Regions from separate parts of the Mus musculus genome. Here all the other regions are linked to region 1. A link is a contact called in public HiCAR-type data. All regions are on one chromosome and are shown on one strand. The core of a region is the stretch at or near the end of the contact, and the rest is flanking DNA. Distances in the headings are between cores, read along the strand shown.

Region 1 (2,700 bases), core at 132-2,631:
TAGATATGTCTGCCAGAACCTTTCCAGAGAGGATTAGCTAAGCAGTCAAACACTGCTCCCAGGCCCCTCTTCATGTGGGCAGCAGCACCCCACAAGCTGATGCTAGCATCTTAGGCTGTACACAAAGGGAGAACAAGAAAGCCTGCTGAATGCCAGCACTGCCTCCCTTCATCCTTTCCCACTGGAATGTAAGAAACCCAGCTGTCTCCTGCTGCTGCCACCAAGGATCAGATAGGATCACCTCCATACCTTCCCTGCCTTGATGGATCAGAATTCTTCAAACTGTAAGCCCAAATAAATCTTTCCTCTCTAAGTGGTTTCTTGTTAAGTGTTTGGTCACCTAACAAAAGCTCACCCCCTAACCAAGAACTGTTGTAAAACAACACTAGTGTTCATGTTGTGAAACCAAGACTTGGTCCTTCCACTTCCAGAAATCTGAGTCTTTAGAATTGTTTTTCCAGAAATTTATCTAAAATTCAAATGACTTCTTGTTTCTGAATCACACGTTCCTCCTTTGTGAAACAAAACAAAACAAACAAACAAAAAAAAAAACTAAACAGCGTAACCCTGAAGATTCTTTTGGCTTTAAAAGTATCAAGCCTGTGATTAACAGGGGAGTAGTGAAAATAAATGCTATGGTTTTAAATCTAAGATAATGCAAGTCATTTTACATTTTTGTCTGATTAAAACCAGTGCTGAGCAAGTCCTTAATCCCCACAGGAGAAGTTTGCAAACTTGAAGCCTGTCGTGAACTGAACCCAGTCTACAGATTCTTTTATTTATTGTTATTATTTTTATGGCCAATAGTGTATGTTAAAATTTTGTGAATTAGGGGCCAACAATGAAAGATGGAGTATATCCAGTAAAAATACAGACTTTCAACCTTCCTTCCTTCCTTCCTTCCTTCCTTCCTTCCTTCCTTCCTTCCTTCCTTCCTTTCTTTCTTTCTTTCTTTCTTTCTTTCTTTCTTTCTTTCTTTTGCCGGAAGACCTATAAACTCTGGCCTTCATTTTTGCATGACAGTGGTTAGGTCAAACTAAGAAAAGCTGTCTTCTAAATTCCCAGATCACCAGAGATCTTGCCTCACAGGTTTGGATCCCACCTGATTACTTTTCATTTGTTTCTATCACCTACCTGAGTGACCCCTCTACCAAGAGATTTACTATTTGTATTCTACAATCAACAGTGAGCATGTGGAATACCCAGAAACGCACTCCCTAAGCACTTAGAATTGTGTAATCTCAAAATAAAATAAATGACGTTAAGTGTGTGAGTTGAGTCCAAGCAGCCAAGGGGAGGTCAGAGTAGAGAGAGAAGGCTTTTCGATGCCTGTGTGAAACAAAGTGCTGAGATTTAATGACAGTGTGAGGCAATGGTGTTCTGTGTCTGCCAACTAGCGAATTGTGGTCCCGAGCTAGCTTATTGGGAGTGCAGTGAGCTGATGGGGCACTGGCCAGTCCCATTCTCACTGATGTACATGTACGTCTGAATCATCACACTTGTTTCCTGGAACAACATTTCATGTGCTGCTTTAACGAGGATTTGGACAATAGATTCATGAGATGACTTGGAATAGCTTCCCGTGAGTGAGATTCCAAATCTGGAGCCGTTGATTCTGGAGAACAGATGACTTGGGAGGTAAGGAGGGGCTCCCCCCAGATACTGGCAGCACTGTCTTGAGGGAGAACAGGTAAGCATCATGCCTTCCCACATCTCCTCAGGCTTGCCTTGAGCTCATTGTATAGCCTGATACCCACTGAAATTCTCTAGTCTCCCAGTGTTGGAATATTAGGTGTGTGCCACCATACCTTAACTTAGATGGGAAGCTTGGACTGTTGCCTGGCTGTATCTTACTATTTAGAAAACTGGATCTTCTATGCAGGTCAACATTCCAAGGGGGATGTATAGCTCTGTTGTGTTCGTTAAGAACCCACATATGTGCACATTTAGGCCCAGCTTCCCTTTTTGCTACTGTGAGCTCTTGTTGACGACTTACCTCCTCACAGCGGTACTCTCTTATTTGTAGATAATGGGGGTGTCACTCTTCTGTTATGGTTATTGTAAACACTAAAGAAGACATTTTATGTAAATGTACTTGTCTCTGGGCTTCTCAGCACTATTGACATTTTAGGTTAGGTATCTTACTCTTGTGGGAGGCTGATTTGTGTATTATGGTATGCTCTGTCCTCTTCCACATAGCGGTGACAATAGAAATTATCTACACACTTGCCAAATATCTGTTGGAGACACAATTTCCCTCTCATTGAGAGAAATTAACTTGTTTTTAGCTGACAGCTGGTGCCAAATGCTGGATATGCAAGTGAGGCCATCTGAGACCTGCAGTCAGTCAGTTTCCTGGCAGAATGCACACATATGAATGAGCCTGCCAAAACAAAACAAAACAAAACAAAAAACCAAAAAACAAAACAGAAAAAAAACACCAAAACACCAAAAGAACCATCTGCATAAAACTGTGAATCTTAGATGTCATTTATTATACCACGTTCACATTCGTTCTCCCTTCCTGCTGTCCTGGCCATGTTTCTTCTTCCATTTGCTTCTCCAGTTATTTCTCCATTCTGCTTTCTTATTACATCAATGCCTTTACTCTACTTCCTGACTCTCTTAAGATCTCTTCCTTCTCTCTCATTATCCCCTATCTGGAATCATGACCTAAAACAACACACATATATAAATATA
Region 2 (2,700 bases), core at 120-2,619, 310 kb before region 1:
TCTTAGAATGGTGCCTACCACATAGTGGACAAGCAATGCTGTAAAAAGCGCTCCCAGTTGGCACTGAATTCATTCTTTGCAATAACTTAAACTAATAATGAAGGCTTTGGCCAACTTAAGGGCTTATATTACAACTTAATGGGCTAATATTACAGCATTTTTACAGAATTGTTCCTCTGAAGGTGGATGAAGATTATTGGCATGGTTATCCAAAACACAGGGATTGAGAGCTGCGAAGTAACTGGGAAAAGAGGCATAGCGAGTCAAAAGAGACGGTTCGCCTTGGTCTCGTTCTTGTTTCAATTTCCTCTTAAAGATGAGGGAGATGAGATAATATTTGTCTGCTGAGCAAACTGACTCAGAGACGGGAAAGTAATGTTTAAAAGCCCTATGGTTATTCCACCCATGAAAATAATGCTGAGATTGCACCAGAGGAAAGCAGGGGGTTCCAGGAGTGGGGCGGGGGTGGAGGGCAGGTTTGCAGTGGGTGAGGAAGAGTTTCTGAAGTTCTGGTCTAATTGATTGCATCCATGTCTGCAATCAAACAAGAACAAGATGAGCAACGGCGGAGAAGAGGGTTTTGGAGGTTGAGAACAAGGACCATGGAACACAGTAGCTCCGAGTAGCAAGAGAGAAAGCTCTGTAAAGTTGGACTATTTGATAGCATGAGGACCCACTCTGCCGTGGTCTGGAGAATCTGTTGGTAATAGTCGGCAAATCCGCGTGCCTTCTGCTCGTTGTCCTTCAGATTCAGGTGACAATGGATAGAGGAACTGGACTGACCAGCTTTGTGTGTGACAGGTACACTCGCCCATTAGATTGTGGCAGCGGGTGGACCTGAAGCTGCAAAAGGAGAGGGATAGAGGGATGGAAAGAGGTCGTGACAGGGCTGTTTCTGAGGCCCTGGGCAGAGTACTTATTTCTCTATCGTCGGTTTTAATAAACACAGATTCCCCTAAGAACATCTGACTTTCCTTTTGTTTTCTTTTCCCTGCAATAGGCTCGCGTGGCACTTCTTACTGTGTGAGGACCCAGCATTTCGGGCAGTTCCTGACGCCTTGGCTCTCTGCCTTCTCCCACCTAGAGAACCTCTCTTTCCCTAGGAAGACCGCTGGGATCCCTGGGCTGCAGGGATCCTCCCGTCGCCCTGAGTGCCTGTCTGTCCTAGGCCTGTGTCCTGCCAGGCTGCCAGGTGGACAGAGAAGCCTTTATTGTCCTCGACTGCTTGGATCTCATCCTGGGCTTCTGAGTTCGGCCGCGTGACTTTAGAATGCAAATACAGTCTGCTTTTGTAGCAGTGTCTTTGTCTGGGGTGCAATCACAGCTGAGGGGATTTTGCACAAGAGCTCCAGCTCCTCCTTTTCGCGGCTTGAGAAAGGCAGGGCGTGGAGACCGCCTAGTGGGCGGGCGGGCGGAACAGGCTCCGCCCAAGGCCATGGGGGTAGCTAGTGGTGTCCCTCAGTCGCTGCCAGGATGGTTGAAGCTTAATATCTTTGTGCCTGGTAGTTTATTATGGGGGTATGCCTGGTCGGTGGAGTTTGGCATTTCCAAGCGGATCGACTCCGTTGCATGCATTTTACCAACACGGTATTCTTATTTTCAGCCACACCTCACGTTTCTGGAAAGACAACTCCCAGCCCTTTCCTGTGTCTGTTCCAGCAATCGGATTAATGTTCCTCCTCAGATGCCCGTGATTCACATATTGCTGTCTCTTTTTAGTCGAAGCAATCGAGACTTGGAGGCTTGAAGTGGCTTATCCAACATCACCAAGATAGTGGGAGCCAAAGTTCAAAATGGACCCCATCTGCCTTCCTTACTCTTAACCTTTTATATTAATCCATCCATGCCATGCCCTCTAGAAGTGCTCAGTGTGGAGGATTAGGGAGACAGCAAGGCAAACAAAGGATAGGTCAAAGTAGGAAGGTAAGTATGTATATGATTCGGAGAAATCCACTAAGGAAATCGACTTTCCCTGGCCACACGTGGTTCAACCCCAGAAGGAACAGGTGCAAAGGGGCAGAGGTCCCGGTACCCACAGAATATAGGAACTAGAAGGCCCTTGGGGAGGGCTCACCCCTTCATTTTACTAAGAAATAAGTGGAGACCAGCGAGGCTTACTAATTATTTAAGATCACAGCATAAGAATGTCGTGAGACTGGGGCTGGACCTCGGGCATCAGGTGTACTGCCCTTTCCCCTGGGCTCTGTCTAGTGGTGTTTGTTTTTTGATATCTCATTAAGACTTGACTTTCTATATTTTTAAATTTTAAAAATAGTTGTCATTGCTTAGGTAAATAAACCTCTCCTCCCCTCTCTCCCCCCCGCCTCTCTCTCTCTCTCTCTCTCTCTCTCTCTCTCTCTCTCTCACACACACACACACACACACACACACACACACACACACACACACACACCAAACTTGTTGAGAAGAAGTTCAATCGGAGGTGGAGAGGGGTAAAAGGAAAATGAGGGTGAATATGATCAAAGCCCATTATATATATATGTGTGAAACTGTGAGAGAATTGGGAATATAGAAGTTCCTTTTTTCTTACTAATAATGGTCACCCCTATGAAAGTGATTTTCCCTTAGCACTTAAAAATGGGCCTTCGTGTATTTTAGAATCCTTTGTTCTTTGTGGTAATAAGTCAACTAAACAGGCACTATTTACAGAGGAGAAAACAGAGACACAGAGAAGCATCT
Region 3 (2,700 bases), core at 105-2,604, 340 kb after region 1:
GACTGACTCTAAAATGGACTGAACTAAGCCTACTAGGTACCTGAGAGATCCAGAGCAGACCAGAATTGCCCAGCCATTTGCATCTCTCTTCCTTCATCTTCTAACTAGGAAGAAGGTACATTTACCCAAGACCATACTTCTACTTTCCCTGACTTTCAAAATAATTTGCAGTGAATCCTCCATGTGCACTAGTGTCAAAATGGCACATAGTAAGTGTTGAGACATCCAGCTGAGCTGGATTTATGTAGACTGGGCCCCCGAGTCCTTACAATAACCCACTAGTATCAGTATTAATCACTGAATTTTGTAAAAGAATAAGTCATCTCAAAGATGTTAAATGAATTAAGAACAAACCAACTGGTAGACCTTGGATTTGAATCCACTTGTGTTTACCTCTGTAACTTATATTCCTTCTAATATTGCACCTGTAAAAGATATTGGGGAAAAAAGCCAACCAAAGAGATCATTTTCTAAGATATCCAGCAAGCTCGCGTTTTGTAGTGTGATAGTTAATATCGATTGTCAACCTGACAAGATCTAGAATCACCTAGGATCTGGGCATACTTGAAAGCCATTAATAACTAGATTAAGTAAATTGAATGGGAAGACTATTCCTGTAGTCTGCACCATTCCATGGGGTTGCATTCCTAGACTGGATAAAAATGGAAAAGCTGGCTGAACATCATCATTCGTCACTGTGGATGCTATATAACCAGCTGTCTCAAGCTCCTGCCACCATGATTTCCCTATCACAATAGGCTGATCGTCCTTTGGCCAAGAAGGCCCAGTGGTAGAAGCTTAGGAATTCCTATCTGCAAACTCAATTATATTGAATTTTCTATTTGAAAGTCCAGTCAGATAAAGGGGGGAAAACAAGTCCATTCATGTTTCTTTGTAAGGTCCCAACTATGACAATTAAGCATTCCCAGTTGCTGTGGAGAACAAGGGAAGATGGAGCATTCCAGTAGCAGAAACTTCTATCTGGAACTAAAAAGGTCAATAGGATCCTTACAAAATGACTTGTCCTGAGTCTGGACCCAGCAAAGGTAAATCAAAAAGATAAAGCAAGGTGTTTGGAGAACCAGTAAGAGGGGTTGGTGGTTAAAGAGCTATCGTTACGATGTAGCCCAGACTAACCACATACAGGATAATTTACATCTATCTAATAGGTGGATAAGGCCACTGCAGTGGGAACTCCTCTCATCATTTTTCTAGGGATAGTCACAGAGGTACCTCTTGCATAATTGCCTTCATCTATTTGTGTTGTTGCCAGCTCGGATTCCTGGGACTCAGACCACAGGAGACCTAAGAGTATTGTATTAGTCATTGGTATTACTATCGGACCAACGTAGTTTCCTGGCTATGAAGCCTCCTGGTTTTGGAGATGCTTAGCATGTGCTCATTTCCCCTAAGAATTTAGCCTCATTTAAGCTCAAATAAATGAGAAACTCTATGAAAAAATGTGCAGCCCTTGACCTTTGGGCTCTTCCAGTTGGCCAATGGCCTTGGGTGAATTCCTCCATAGTGAATCAAACTCAGGAGCCAAGTTGCATTATTTGCAGGATTTTGGCCTTTTCCCTCAATGGCTTTTCTACATCCCTTTCTCATTCCTTCAAGCCTCATCACAGACCAAGTGGTATGTCCACTAGCAGGTTCCTCTGACCACCAAATGCTGTCTACAGCTGTTCTCTGAATAACATAAATACTACTTCTAATAGCCTCTCCACACTCAACACATTTTAATGTGTCTTATTATCCCACCCAAGATTGTAACTCAATGATTCTATCATTCCTATTGGCTTCATCTGTCTTGGACCAGTGCTCCTGAACTTGCCTCTACTTCTCCCTGGGGGTATCATGCCTACTCCTTTCAAACCATTCTCCCCCTTGTCCCTTTCTCTCCATCTCTATCTCTCAGGCTTGTTACTGTTTTTTTTTCTAATATTTTTATTATTACATATTTTCCTCAATTACATTTCCAATGCTATCCCAAAAGTCCCCCATACCCTCCCCTCCACTTCCCTACCCACCCATTCCCATTTTTTTGGCCCTGGCATTCCCCTGTACTGGGGCATATAAAGTTTGCAAGTCCAATGGGCCTCTCTTTCCAGCGATGGCCGACTAGGCCATCTTTTGATACATATGCAGCTAGAGTCAAGAGCGCCGGGCTACTGGTTAGTTCATAATGTTGTTGCACCTACAGGGTTGCAGATCTCTTTAGCTCCTTGGATAGTTTCTCTAGCTCCTCCATTGGGGGCGCTGTGCTCCATCCAATAGCTGACTGTGAGCATCTACTTATGTGTTTGCTAGGCCCCTTAACCATGTCCACATTACCATGAGAGCTGGAGGGTTATCACAAACCAAATGTCTACTCTACCAGGCCATAATGTTGGGGTTTCACAGTCTGGAAGATGATAGGACATGGGGCTCAAGTAGACCCCAAAATCATAAGCGAATTACATGAAGATGTGGCCAAACACCTGTGATCTGCCACTCCTTGTGCTTTGCTTCACGCCTTGAGCCTATATCTGTGTTCTTGTGAGGACATTCCTGGGATCAGTTGACATCCTTGACACCTTACTGGTTGAGTTTAGAAGCCTCTGCATTTCTTTGTCTGCCTCATCTTTCCAACCTCTACATTCTTCTACCATGAACTAAAAAAAACCAAACAAACAAAATCTTTCTGAGTTCACTATTCTC

What was found. HiCAR-type assays count read pairs that join an accessible place to other places.
Region 2: a contact with region 1 is called in a HiCAR-type map of fibro-adipogenic progenitors, with 5 times the contacts expected there. The contact joins two enhancer-like sites. A contact is called at or near these places in 1 of 39 promoter capture datasets (the 3T3-L1 cell line), 1 of 484 Hi-C or Micro-C datasets (embryonic fibroblasts) and 1 of 115 datasets of contacts at active chromatin or transcription factors (fibro-adipogenic progenitors).
Region 3: a HiCAR-type map of fibro-adipogenic progenitors shows a contact between it and region 1, with 5 times the contacts expected there. The contact joins two enhancer-like sites. A contact is called at or near these places in 1 of 15 datasets of contacts at CTCF or cohesin (the NIH/3T3 cell line), 3 of 484 Hi-C or Micro-C datasets (adipose-derived mesenchymal stem cells, embryonic fibroblasts and nephron progenitors), 3 of 115 datasets of contacts at active chromatin or transcription factors (embryonic stem cells and fibro-adipogenic progenitors) and 1 of 9 other capture datasets (embryonic stem cells).

Annotation. Positions count from the first base shown.
Region 1 is chr4:105,553,805-105,556,504 of GRCm38.p6, forward strand. No RefSeq gene overlaps it. Among named protein-coding and RNA genes, the nearest start is that of Gm40217, 240 kb to the left of the region's middle. Within about 2 kb of position 1,382, at least 17 of the 459 cell types and tissues checked have an H3K27ac peak or open chromatin away from gene starts, as enhancers often do. A contact at or near this core is called in fibro-adipogenic progenitors, where this site is marked.
Region 2 is chr4:105,244,467-105,247,166 of GRCm38.p6, forward strand. No RefSeq gene overlaps it. Among named protein-coding and RNA genes, the nearest start is that of Gm40217, 73 kb to the right of the region's middle. Within about 2 kb of position 1,370, at least 139 of the 459 cell types and tissues checked have an H3K27ac peak or open chromatin away from gene starts, as enhancers often do. A contact at or near this core is called in fibro-adipogenic progenitors, where this site is marked.
Region 3 is chr4:105,897,002-105,899,701 of GRCm38.p6, forward strand. No RefSeq gene overlaps it. Among named protein-coding and RNA genes, the nearest start is that of Gm29922, 53 kb to the left of the region's middle. Within about 2 kb of position 1,355, at least 19 of the 459 cell types and tissues checked have an H3K27ac peak or open chromatin away from gene starts, as enhancers often do. A contact at or near this core is called in fibro-adipogenic progenitors, where this site is marked.